2 separate regions of the Gossypium arboreum genome follow, and region 1 is linked to region 2. The links are chromatin contacts, called in public Hi-C maps. All regions are on one chromosome and are shown on one strand. The core of a region is the stretch at or near the end of the contact, and the rest is flanking DNA. Distances in the headings are between cores, read along the strand shown. Region 1 overlaps LOC108460195. Region 2 holds the start of LOC108460203 (DUF724 domain-containing protein 2-like).

Region 1 (6,355 bases), core at 3,372-5,871, 150 kb after region 2:
GGTCAAAACAAGTGAAAATTAAGAAGATGGTGTCTTCTTAAATTTTGTTTTTAACTTAATTTCAATTAAATTACGAAATTACCATTATAACATGTTTTAACTAATTTATTTTTCTCCATTACCGTCCACTAACCATTGGGATGGTTTAATTGCCATATTAAACCCCCTTCAATAATAGAATTATCAAATCGACACTAGAAGAGTTTTCAAGATGTGAGAAATTATCTTCTAACCATTTCATATCTATCCGGTTACCACTAAACGTGTCCTATACTTTGTCTAATTGTTGGTGGCAAATTGCGCTCCAATCACCAACACGACTACCCTCGTAACAACTGACCCATCAACCGATAGACTGAGTTATAATACCACATCCTTGAGTGTATGTGTTTTAGGTCTCCATCTTTCCAACAAAGCACTGATAAGTACAGACTCCAATTTAGTCCCGCCAAGCATACAGAACACGTGCAAGAATCCCGTCTCTTTGAAGTGTTGTTCAATAACACGCGGTGCTCTCACACTTAAATTGTGTATATATGTTTCAATAATTTGATCTTCATCCTAACTATATAAACATAGAAAAATTTTAAAAATAATATTAACAACTTAATAATGATATTAATTAAAATAAAAATATAATAATTTTGCTTACCATTTGTAATTAGATGTCAAAATGTATTTGTGATCTAAATGAATTAGAGCCATGGACAGTTTTAAAATTTTTAAAATGATGAAAATCTAACAAATTATAAACAATTAGGATAGAAATTTGGAAGAAGAATAATTTCAGAGAAATTTAAGATATTAGAATAAAAAATAGAGAGTAGATGAATAGGATTGAATGAAAAAAATTGAAACTTAAGAGACTATATAATAAATAAAAATTAGACCATTGGAAGCAATAACTGTTGGTTTTTTCTTTGAAGTACCCGGTGATTCCAATGGTTAAAAATTCTAACTGTTGGGGATCCAATTGTTAATATATTTTTATTTTTTAAAATAATCAAAGACAGGTGATCATCGAGAACACGTCTAGTTTTCCATAAAAATCCCCTTTAATAGTTTTCTAAAAGTAAAATTATATAATAATGTTTTTTAAATTTTGTATAAATATATATATAATTGTTTAAAATTAGCCTAAATCCTTTAATAGTTTTTGGAATTCAAGTTGATAATTGTTTTCTAATATTATAAAATGTTTATTTTTAATAGGATAAATCTTTATAAGCAACAAACACGTAAAATAATGAAAATGTTTAAAGGATCAAATATACAAATTTTACGTGAAAAAATTCCTTTAAAATGATAAAAAAAATCACGGACAAAAAGAAATTTTACTAATAAGAGAAAAATAAAAGATGGAGAGAATTAAAACAAAGAAAAAAATTTGAAACTCTGAATGAAAAACCCTTCAAGCTAAAACATAGAATTCTCTCTTAACTGTGTTATTTTTTTTATCTAGGTCTAACTCACACACCAATTCTGGTGGCTTTAAGGAGACTTATAAAGGTTACATGTTACTTGACGCTCACTTACTTTAGATACACTTTAAATACTAATTAATGCAATATACTATTAAATCATTAGGGTCTAATTAGGAAATAATCTCAAAATTATTGTCTAAGGAATCAACTGCATATTTCTATATCTTATCACGATGTTGGGATGAAGATTTTCTTCTCGTCGTGTTCTCCGATATTATGATGTTATTCTTTATTTCAATGTGAAATGCTAAGCATACTCAATACTTTTACATAAATTTTTGTAATTAAATATTATACTAACTTGAAATTGTTTTAGTCCACGTTCCTTCGTGGCTACGCTTGGTAGTTAAAAGAAGAGATATATATATATATATATATATATATTATTTTAATTTAAAATATATTATTAAAAGCTGTGATTATATCGTTGTTTGTGTAGTGTGAAATCGGCAGCTGCCTAGTATTTAGAGCGGAGGCCTAAATTTTGACTACAGTCTTCGCTACGTATTCAGACTCAGCCCTTTTTTATGCCTATAATATTGTTTGGTCAAATCTTTGAATATTAATAATATATTTACACAATGCCCTTTTTTATAACATAAAGGGTGCGAAATAAAAAATTGTGATAATACCTAAGTAAGTTTTAAAATTTTATGGCCAAAGCTAAAAATGGTGTATTATAATTGATTATATTGTTTTTTAGTGACAAAATATGTTTTTTTGTTTTTCATATAGGAAATGTGTTTGAAGGATTGAATTGAATTATTAGCACTTGGGAGGGTTTGGCTGTTCCCCTTATCCAATTATATATTTAAGAATGGTTTAATTTTGTTATTAATCCTGCGTAAATTATGAATTTTGTTTTTTACTTTACTTTAATTATTTTTAGTTTTTATATTTTTTAATTTTGAAATTTAAATCTGATTAAATAATATCAGTTAAATTTTTAAATTTTATTTAGTAAATGTATTATTACACGTGTAATGCTATATAAATTTATTATTTTTACATATTACTCATAAAAATATCATTTTATGAATTTAACAATTATTGCTTGCTTTAAGACTAAAATTTCAAAATTCAAAAAGTATAGGAACTAAGAATAATCAAATTGAAGAATATGAATTAAGTTTATAACTTACTCATAATATAAGACTAATAGTAGAATTTAACCAAATAAATTTAATTGCTACCTTTTGGATCGAACTGAAATTTTAAAATTAAAAAATATAAAAATTAAAATTCATCAACTCAAATAGTACATCGACTAAAATTGAACAGTTAAAATACAAAGATTGAATTTACAACTTATGTATAATAAGATAATTTAAACTTTAAGAAAACTTGATATCATTATAATTTTCATTTGGCAAAATAACTTATTTGGCCTACCAATTTTACAAAAATTCATCAAATCATCTAAAATAAATGTAAAATTAACGTGTCATACACATTGATTATGCTATAAATGTTATGTGAATAATTAATTAGTTTTAAAATTAACAAAAGAAAGAAAAGAAAGTCAATATATCTTAATAACTTATTCTTTTTATCAAGACCGGAACCAAAAGCATTAATTAATAAAAATAAACAAGAATTCCTCCCGCCTCTTTTCTCTCTTGCTTTCTTTCATTGAGAGTAAACTTTTCTAGAAGATTGACACTCATAGATTATTTTAACAAAAATATTTTAAATTTTAATCATTATTGATCTATTTTCTAAAATTTGTTAAAGTGGTCGAATCTATTTATTCTTATAACATTTAGTGATATGATTTGGATTATTATTTTTAATATATTAATCATGAATTTTATAAATTAAATATTTAGATGATGAATAAATAATAAAAAGGAGCAGCTTGACCCGAAACTGCTCTCATCCCTTCCACTGTTGGATATGGGTGGTAAGATAGAGCTAAACTTTTTAGTTTTGCTTTTTTAAATATTTTTGTGAATAAACAATCTCGTTTCTCGACCCCATTAGAAGTGGTGCACATGGGCATGGGGCAAGTCAATGCAAAAAAAACATTAGGGTTTTGACATGTTCAACTTAAACGTGATATAAATATTAATTATGTAATATAAAATATTGTATTTAGGGACAAATAGAGAGAAATGGGGTTTCAAAAGTGAGGAGACAAATCTCCAAAATTAAATGGTTGTTTGATGAAATCTTGTCTTTGGACCCCAAATCTTAGGGATAACATATTTCCATCCGTTGTTTTTTATCGGGTAAAAGTATTATAAAGATCTCTTTTGAAAAAATTAAATTATATTTTATTTCTTTACTTAAAAATTAAAAATTAATCCTAATACATTAAATTAAAAATAAGTTTTTTTGTTAAAAATATCATTTATTTTACTAATAAAAACTAAAGTAGTTGACAAAATACTAAATAATTACACTTGACATGTCATATGTCTCTCATTTTAATGTACAAAAAATAGTTTTTAACAGTAAACTAGTTTAAAACTTGATCCAACATACATAAATTAATTTGTCAATTTTTTTATCAAAAAGACAAAATACAATCTGACTTCTAATACAAAAACCTCTAATACAAAAACCTATACAATGCTTTTACCTCTTTTATTGTCTCCTCCCCATCACTCAGTTCTCTTACTTTCTACCCTTACCAAAGAAAAAAACACAAGTATCAATCATAAGTTGTTTGTCAATCTGATTTCAATTAAATTAAATATTAGAATATTTAAAAAAAAAACAATTCAACAGTCAACTTAAATTGATTTCTTATTCAATTTGTTTTCTTTTTTTTTTTTTCAATACTACTCAGTTCTCGATATGATCTGATTTCAGGGTGAAGACTGAATGAGGTTTTCAAGGAAAATTTAATTGTAGTAGAGCTAGTTAATACATCATCATTAGTTCTTGATAATATATTTGCTTTCATTTTAATTATGCCTGGCAACAAGTTATTTCCTTGCTAACAATACAAGTATGTACGCATCATTAATTATCCGGAAACTTCAGTTTCTATACTGTCTTACAATTTCATGTCTCATGAGTTCCATTTCATTCCCAAGCCTGAAACTAAAATCAAAAGATATTTCCTCTTACAGCTGGTAGCTGCTTAAAATATAACTGAATTAACTTCCATATCATATTATATAATTTTGCTGGTACGGATGCCTGTGGCATTTCTACTTTCCCTTCCTTCCCTAAACCTGTTCCACCAAAATTTAAACTCAACCCAATTTGATTTCATCATTAACTATGGTACCAAAATTGATCAAAACCCTAATCCAAACAGATGACTTTGAAATAAGATAAATCTATAATGACCCAACTCGAAAGAAATCAACCCTCGAACCCAAATGAGCCAAGCTCAAAAATATTTCAACCCAAAAGACTGCTGAGTTGGGCTACTTAGTTCATTGACATCTATGTTCATTTGCTTCTACAATGATACAGTCAGGTTCAATCCTACAAAGCTAATAAAGCCTATGAATGAACTCATCAAAGTGACGTTCTCCAAGATGTTACTGCTATCATCCAAATTAGTTTTATCATCTACCAAAACTCTCAGGTTTTTTTTTTTTTTTTGGGGGGGGGGGGTTGCGGGGAATGAACGAAATATAAACTTTTAACACTCTTTCTGAGCCCCAGAGTCGCATCCCTTTGGTGGAAAAGGGTTCTTCAAAAAGTCTTCTTTCTCACAACTGGCTTCCGTGGTTCTTTTTTTGCAGTTGTCATAAAACCAGGTGTTGGTATTCCCGTGGCGGCTTGGTAAATGTCCTTTAGTCTTTTTAAGAAAAAGTATAAAACACAGGAGAACATTATCAGAAATTATCCACATAAATATAAAATCTTTTAAGGCATATGAGGGAAAGAAGGGGGGGTCAAAGGATATTCAAGTTACCTTGGAATGCTGAGAAAGAGAATGATCACTGAAACTCCAACAATAAGAGGGAATACCGGTGCTGGAGTTAATTCCTATTGGTAAGCAAGACAAGCAAAAAAAGGAAAGTTCGATGGTAAACAGTAAGTACATATATAATCAAACATCATTGTAGTTTTAGTAGGACCACTCTTTTGTTATACATAGTTGCATAATCATTTGGAAAAAAGGGAACACATGCATGATTTTAACAAAATTAAACAAACCTGTTTGTGATGATACTCCTCCACACTATATTTCAGGGGACCGACATGAACTTGAGCATTCTTCTCTAGGTCAACCTCAATAACCTCCGACTCGAATTTGTGAGTGCTAGAAGGGAGATTGGATTTGAGCTGAACGGTATGTTTTCCCCTTGGCAAGTGCTTTACCTGGAAGAAGTTGGATAATGGCAGTTGGAAGACAGACTCTACTTTAGACGTGTCACCAGCTGACTTGATTTCTACCAATAAATGAGAATGTAATTCCCCAGTCCTATTCACTTCAACATGGCCACTTAAGATAGTCATCTCTGGTTCTTCAAAGACCAAAAATTCCAGTCCCTTGATATCGTTATTCCCAACCTGGAAAGTGATTAATCAATCACATACACATCAGAAGTTTAAAACTTAGTAGCCCTAGTATTGTCGATGGAAATGATTTTCTGAAAAAAATGAGATTTCGATTTTGAAGAAGCTTCACCCAGTTGATCATGAATTATATAACTTCAGTTCCAACTACAATTGTGATGATGTCAAATTCAAACATTGATACAACAAAAGCTTCATACAAAATAACATTTAAGGTCTTAAAAGAGCTTAAACACATTTAAGAATTAAGACAAAAACCCAAAAAAGGGGGAAAAAGCTCCAGCAAATAGAACCAACCTTTACAGGAACAGATTCAGGAGATGCTCGCTCAATTTTAGCACTACCCAAGCCATCCTTCTTCACAACTTTGATTGAATACAATG
Region 2 (7,270 bases), core at 2,136-4,635:
TTCATTTCTTAAACTTATTCTAATTCAGTTTTTTTGGTTGCAATTTCTACACATGAAGATTCCTCTCTCTGAGGGTTTCTCACTGGATTTCATTTTGTGAGCATATTCAATCTATATGATTTCTCAATTATAAGGTCTTTTATGTTTCTAGATGAAATTGGTCTTATTGGAGATGATGTAGAGGTTCAGTAAAATAGATTTTTTGTCATTGTTAGATAACCTGTTTTATTACTTTTAATAATTATTGCCGGTTTGTGCCAAAGTAAATCCTTTGCTCTGTATTTGTTGTCATTTGCTTGTAACTCTATTCTTAATCTTTTAAGCATTCTTCATTATTCTAGTTTTTTATCTTCCTGAAACTGGGTATATAAGTTTTATATTAATCTTTACAGGTTAATTTAAAGCCAAAGGTTCCAACAAAGGCCGTTTGTGCTGAGCATCTTGAATTAAGAAAAGAAATTCTAACGTTGCTAAATCTCCAGAAACAGGTATTTTACATTCATGTCTCAAAATTATCTGTAGTATGATCGTCTTCTTTGGGCCCTTTTTTTAATAATAACGTAATCCTTTAGGGCCCGTTTGGGTTGCTTGAAACTGGTTTGATAGCTCATTTATTACGGAACTATCACATGAGTTTCAAATAACATGGCATTTGGTAGTCTTGATAAATAACAAGGTCACATGACTTTTTACTTAGATGGGTGATAACCTTCACCTATGTGAATGAATATTTTAAATATCACTCATCTTTTACTCAATTTCAATTATTTTTGTTCCAATTTTATTCTCACCCTCAAGTACAGCAGTTCATGAGTCCAGTGACCCACCTGACTTGGTCAGCCCAGCTCGTCATTTCTTGTCCTTGGGCTGACCCGACTCAGCCTGAATTTAAATTAAATGATTTTTGATAATGTTTTTATTTAAATTTAATATAAAATATATAAATATTAATAAAAAATATATTTTATTATTTTATCAACTTCAAACAGTAATATTTTATTATTTTATATATTTAATATAAAATTATACAATTATATAGATATTTTATTTTATTATATTAATATTAAAAGTATACATTTTAATAATATATTAATATTAATATAATATTATATAATTTAATATATTGTTATTTATATATTTATATATATTTAAATGTATATTTTATTATTTTAATAAAATTGTATATTTTATTATTTTAAAAAAGTAATAATATTAGTATATTGTTTTCAAACAACAATACTTTTATTTTATTATCTTAATATTAATATAAAATTAAATATTATAATATTTTTTATTTTAGTATTTTATTATATTTTAATATAAATATTTTTGAATAATTTTATTATATTTTATTTTAAATTATATAAAAATAAAGATGTTAAGGGTAAGATGGTACATTAACAAAGAATACTTATGTTTTAACTCAGCAAATACATGATTAGAATAATATGTATCACAATTTTCAACAACCAAACACCTTGATGTTGTAACATCTATCTTTTATTCATCATTTCGAAACTTGAGTGTTAGTTAACACTCCTCTTCTATATCAAGCCTACCATTCATGTTAAGATCTGTAGTTAAACAATTCCTGCAAAATTATTGTACAACTTCGTTAAAATAGTTCTCATCTCCAATTCCTTTTACTGAATTATTATTTATGAAAAAAAAAGAGAGAATGAACTTAGTCATGTTATTTCTCATTTTCGTTGAGTCCAAGATATTATATTTTCTTTTCTGATAGGCATCTGAAAAATTATATCATTTATTGTGCTTGTACCAATTAGGCCGAGGTGTTGAAACTGTGGGGTTCCGGATTTAGACTTTGCTTGGTAGAGTGGAAAGAAAATGAAAAAGATGGAAAACTGAAGTGGTAGAAAAATAGAAAGATGGAAAATATGAAATTTCTTTCTATTCATTGCTTGGTAAAGTTGAAAAATGAAAGGAAAAAATGCATAGTTTTGAACTAAAATACACATCTATCTCATTTTCTCTCCTCTCATCTTTCCAATTTGGAAGTATTGATTTTTATGCATTAGGATGAAAAATGGTCATCTTTTCTATTTTTTTTCTCACTTTTCTTCCCTACCAAGCACACTTAAAATTTATTCTTTCCATTTTTCTAGTCCCTCGTCTTTTCCACCTAACCAAGCACATCTTTAGAGTTAGATCTAAATTATGAATTATGCTTGATTAATTGTGTTCAGAAGTTTAGCCAAGGCATTAAAAGAAGTTTTGTGTCTTTTTAACAGTTGCAATACAAGGAGGCAGAAGGTTCATCTTTCCGTGATGGTTCCTATGGTGATATGCCAGGCACTGCAAAGGTTGAAAAGTCTAAGTCTCTGAATCATTTTAATTTCATAGTTTTACAGATGTGTGATTATGTCAATGGTTCAAATCATTGAAACTTTGTGGGGTTCTGTCAATTGAGCAGCGACCGCAACGTGCTGCTGATCAGGACCGTACATTTGTCCCCGACACCATTAGTTTTGGAGGTAAATCTCATTTTCCTTTAATATTTTTATCTGAGACGGACGAGTTTAATGGTTTTGATCATTTTCATATCTGATAGTAATTCCAGGTGATAGGGTTGTCAAGAGGGAGCAAAAACGAAAGGTATATATATATTATTTTCTTGCCTTAATTTTTCCTTTTGTCTCTTAAGTTTTGGAACTTATCAGGTCTTATGATGTGTATATGTATTGTAGGGACCTGGGAGAACATCTGAGACTCCATCTTCACCAGCGGGAGCTCATAAAAGACCAAGAAAGATGAAAGCTTCTGATCTATAAAACAGGGTGAGCTAGCAAATTGACATCACCCCGTATAAACAAAATGATGATATTGCTTTCTTCTTATTTGCCCAAATTCTCATCAGCCAGTTTTTGATTCATTGCAAGATTTCAGGGTCATTGCCAACCCCATTGTTACTCTACCATTGGTCATTGGAAGCAGATGAACAAGTTCCATAGTTTTTGACTACCAAGTTCTCTCTCTCTCTTTCTCTTTTCTTTTTTAACCCTTTAACCAGGCTTTGTAAGTTTGTGTAGTCAAGTAGGAAAAAGACATCTTTTTGAATGAATATGCATAAAGCATCAGGATCCAAAAAAACCAACACGTATTTTTCACCCATTTTGCTTAGCTGAGAGAGTTGGGTATTTTATTTTGTAAATGTTCATATTTCTATCCAGGAGCAACCTAGTTATTCTGTCGTGGTAATTAATTTTTAATTTATTTTTAAACAAATTACATGCAATTAAAACAAGTCCTTTTAAGTGTTTATTTATTTATTTTTATGATTCATGTGTTTTTTCAACCGAACATGTGGTAATTGAAATATAGAAGTGTTAATGTGTTAGTCCAGTTGTGACATAATCGTCATGAGCAAAACAAAAGAAAACAAATTATTTACTATGTTTTGTGAATAAATACATTATCATATAAATAATAAACATTACTATCTATAAATGAACAAGGAATATTTGGCAACAAGGCATTTGTCTTGGTTGGAGTTATAGCATATAATTGTAAAATTCAATTCTTTAATAAATTTTATACTGATAGAGAACTTCAAGAAAAAAAATAAGAAAAAGAAAAAGAAAAAGCGGCCAATAGCATTTAGCTTTAGCCGATTGACTGAAATGCGAAGTGCAGTGTCCAAATAAAAATAGATAAAAAAAGAAAAAATGAAAAACCCTTAGAATTTTCTGCTAGAAAGATTCCACACCACATACCCTAACTCTCTCAGTTTCACCAAGCATGGTGAATTCTCCTGCTGAAAATGACCCACTTCAACAACAACAGCCTTTAAGCAAGGGAGCCCAAGTCGAGGTCAGCAGTGACGAGGAAGGCTTTCGAGGGGCTTGGTACTTGGCCACTATCCTCGAAATGCCTCCCAAATCCACTTCCAAGAAACGAAAGAAGGCATTTGTTCGCTACAAGGCTTTACTCGCTGACGATGGTAAGTCCCCTTTGACTGAGCATGTTGACCCCGGTTATATTCGCCCTTTGCCGCCCAACGAGAAGGGGAATGCTCAGTCCGGGTTCGAAGTGAACGACGTCGTTGATGCGAGGTACAGAGATGGTTGGTGGACTGGCGTTGTGAGGAAGGTTTTGTCGAAGTCGAAATATAGGGTTTACTTTGATAATCCTCCTGATGTCATTGAGTTTGATAGGAAAGATTTAAGGGTTCATTGGGATTGGATCGATGGCAACTGGGTTCGTCCTGAAAAGCAGGTATGGGGTGAAGTGTTCATTCTTTTTAATTTTTCAGTTTTTTTTTATCTGGAAATTTGGGGGGGGGGGGTTTATTTTGGAGTTGAGAGCCTAACTTTTTTAGGAATAAATTTTTTTCCCGGTATTGAACTTGCGAATCTCGCTGCATGTAGCTTTTTACACTGAAAATTTGCTATTTAAGTCATGCTTTCATGATTGCTTCTAAAATTAGGGCCTTTCTAGTGCTCAATTAATTGGTGTAAATAATGATCTCGATCGATATGTTTTACCTTTAGTGCTTTCTTTGTTTAAGTTCTGCTAATTTTCATTGCATTTTGGCCTGGGAGTCATGTAAATTTAGTTTTATATGTTCGAAACTTTCATCTGTGGAAACCTGATTGACTTTTGTTATGGTATCGTGTGAGTGATTTTATTTTATGTGTTTTAAAGCAATCAACAGGCTCCGTTTTTAGCTCTGGGACAGCAGTGGAGGTAAATGTTGATGATGAAAACCTACGTGATGTTTGGTTCCCTGCAATAGTCGTAAAAGAAAATGAGGATAAGACTTTCCTGGTGAAGTATCAGAACTCTAAGAATGATGATGAGTCTGGGACTGCAAAAGTTGTTGTAGATTCCCTCCATATCAGACCCACTCCTCCTCGATATGCAGATAGGAATTATGAATTGCTGGAAAGAGTGGATACAACATATAATTTTGGTTGGCGCACTGGAGTAATTACCAAAGTTCTTACTGGAAGAAGGTACAATGTCTTCTTTAAGCATGGAAATGAGGACAAGGAACTCTCTCACTCTGATATAAGGCCTAATGTTGAATGGACAGATGGAAAATGGATTAGTAAATCCAAGGTATCTCTCCTATTTTTTCTTTTTGGGATATAAATTTCTTTTGTTACCCCATTATTTTCCCACTTTAAAATTTAATGAGCTGTTAATGTTGTGTTTGTGGTACTGAACATGGGTCTAGTGCATACCTTTTAATTATCTTAAAAGGAGAAGGAAATAAACATCTGAAATAATGATTTTTGGCTTTATCTAAGTTGATTTCTGTACATAACAGTGATGGCCTTCTGTATTCCAGTTTTAAAAATGCTTTTTTTTTTATATCTTATTTTCCCGTCTACACATATTTCAACTTTTTCTAGACAAATGTTGAACTAGTTTTTGTATAAGTTTCACTGTTTTTTAGAATCTGGTCAGATTCTACATGTAACTAGTTTGTGTGTTGAATGCCTTAAATGTTTGTACTACTTCTGGCATTGCCTACAATTCCTTTAGTGGTTTGCATTTTTTTTTTTGTGATTATTTCAGAAATTTAGTCGCATGCAAGTGTAAATATCATTTGTTTTTAGGTAAAAGAGTACTTAAGCATTGAGCTTTTGTTTCAGGAAGTCATAATTGCTTCTGATGACCAAGAGCTGATAGGGGATGCTCTCTGTGGTACCCGGAACACCAAGGTGGCTGGAGAACTTGAAAGTTCCTTGTCCACAAAAGAAAACACTGAAGATAAGATTCCTTTGAAAAAGATGAAAAGGAATGCTACAGAGCAGCCAACTCCCACTGATGAAAACAGTACTTTGCACTCAGGCAAGAAGAAGGTCAAACTGGAAACATCAAATGGCAACACTTCTAATTCACGGTCTTCAAAAAAGCTAACTGAAGGAAATGCAGTGGTAACACCGATATCAGTCACTGGCGATCAGTTAAAAGATATGCCTAGTGAAACATTGTGTAAAGAAGGGAATCCGAGGACTGGTGGTAAAGCTATTAAATTCCCAAAGAAAACTGTGATTGCTGATCAGCCTTGTGCTAAGAGTGAGAGCCCATTAACAGAAGCAGCAACTGTGAGTTAGATTTATTGTTTTAGAGTTCCATTGTTCATACTAGCAACATCAGATCATTTTCATTTCGTTCTTTGTTTTCTTTTTCACATGTTAATACATTCCTATTTGATGACGAGAAATGTATAAATATCACTTTAAAATACTGTGTACTTTACCACTCTTTGGTGCCTGCATTGCATGCCTGAGTTGCCTTTCCTTGAAGCACTCAGCTTCTAAAACTTCACCATGTTAAGAGTATGTCTTGGTCTAAAATATGCTAGAAAGTCATGTGTGCCTTCAAGCATAACCTTGGCACAAAGAAGTGAAAACTAGCTTGCTGCTTTAGAATCATAATAACTACAAACATGTCTTGTCTACGTGAGTATCATAAAAAAATTGGCCTGCTTGACATAGTTGTCACTGCTCAATGGGTTGTTTCAAGGGTTGAGCAACCTTGTTTTCCAACCGGGATATTCAATGTGCCCACTTGCTTTGCAGCAAACTGCTTCAAATGACCGCCTTTTCTGTCAACATCACCGTTCTAACTGGGTAATGATCATTGATTATTGTCACTTTGGATTTGTTGGCTCCATCAGCCAATATTCCTGATCAGCACTGTCGCTACTACCTTCATTTGATCTACATTTCCCCTTACTAATGCAGACGACTAAGAGGCAGAAAGTTGGTTCAGCTGATGGTAAAGTAGACAACCTTGCGAAGAGGAATGTAAAAGCTAGAAAGTCACCAAGTAATGGCCCACAGGTTTTGACAGCAGGTAAATTTAGTGTTCAATACATGTTTGCCAGTTTGATAAATTGTTTAAAGATAATGTGTATGTATTATATATTTTCAGGCAAGGAAGGAACTACAAGGGTTGCTGGAGAAATTAATGAAGGGGATATTAAAACAAAAGAAGTTGAAATGCCCATCATCTTAGGATTAGCAGCAAAGTTCTCAAAGACTTTACAGGCGGAAAATTCCTGTCAGATCCCTAGTGAGGAACCTGGGAAGCTAATGGGGGATCAAAAGAACAATTTAAATGATTCAGTCAGAAATGAAAATATGGTAAGCAAAAAATTCATTTTAGTCTTTGGCTCATGGAAAACTACTAATATAAACTTTTAAATTCAAAATGGCTCAAATTCTTAAATGGGAACAAGTTTGTTATTAAACTGTTGGAAGTACTTGATAACTGATCTATATTTCCTTGTCAT

Evidence for each region. Hi-C and Micro-C count contacts between places; a contact is called where the count stands out from the background.
Region 1: a contact with region 2 is called in a Hi-C map of leaf, with 2.2 times the contacts expected there. The contact joins the enhancer-like site here to the promoter of LOC108460203 in region 2. A contact is called at or near these places in 3 of 5 Hi-C or Micro-C datasets (all in leaf).

The regions. Positions count from the first base shown.
Region 1 is chr8:34,004,615-34,010,969 of ASM2569848v2, forward strand. LOC108460195 reads right to left here. Exons shown (of 27, transcript XM_017759592.2): 24 at 6,270-6,355; 25 at 5,610-5,966; 26 at 5,365-5,438; 27 at 4,684-5,247. The coding sequence ends at 5,142. Among protein-coding and RNA genes, the nearest start is that of LOC108460195, 23 kb to the right of the region's middle. Within about 2 kb of position 4,622, at least 1 of the 2 cell types and tissues checked has an H3K27ac peak or open chromatin away from gene starts, as enhancers often do. A contact at or near this core is called in leaf, where this site is marked.
Region 2 is chr8:33,851,288-33,858,557 of ASM2569848v2, forward strand. LOC108460203 (DUF724 domain-containing protein 2-like) reads left to right here and starts at 3,386. Exons shown (of 8, transcript XM_053018258.1): 1 at 3,386-4,236; 2 at 4,666-5,082; 3 at 5,622-6,077; 4 at 6,720-6,831; 5 at 6,910-7,121. The coding sequence starts at 3,760. It overlaps LOC108460204 (SWR1-complex protein 4), which reads left to right. Exons shown (of 17, transcript XM_053018259.1): 12 at 393-488; 13 at 2,253-2,324; 14 at 2,435-2,495; 15 at 2,582-2,616; 16 at 2,709-2,798; 17 at 2,901-3,246. The coding sequence ends at 2,792.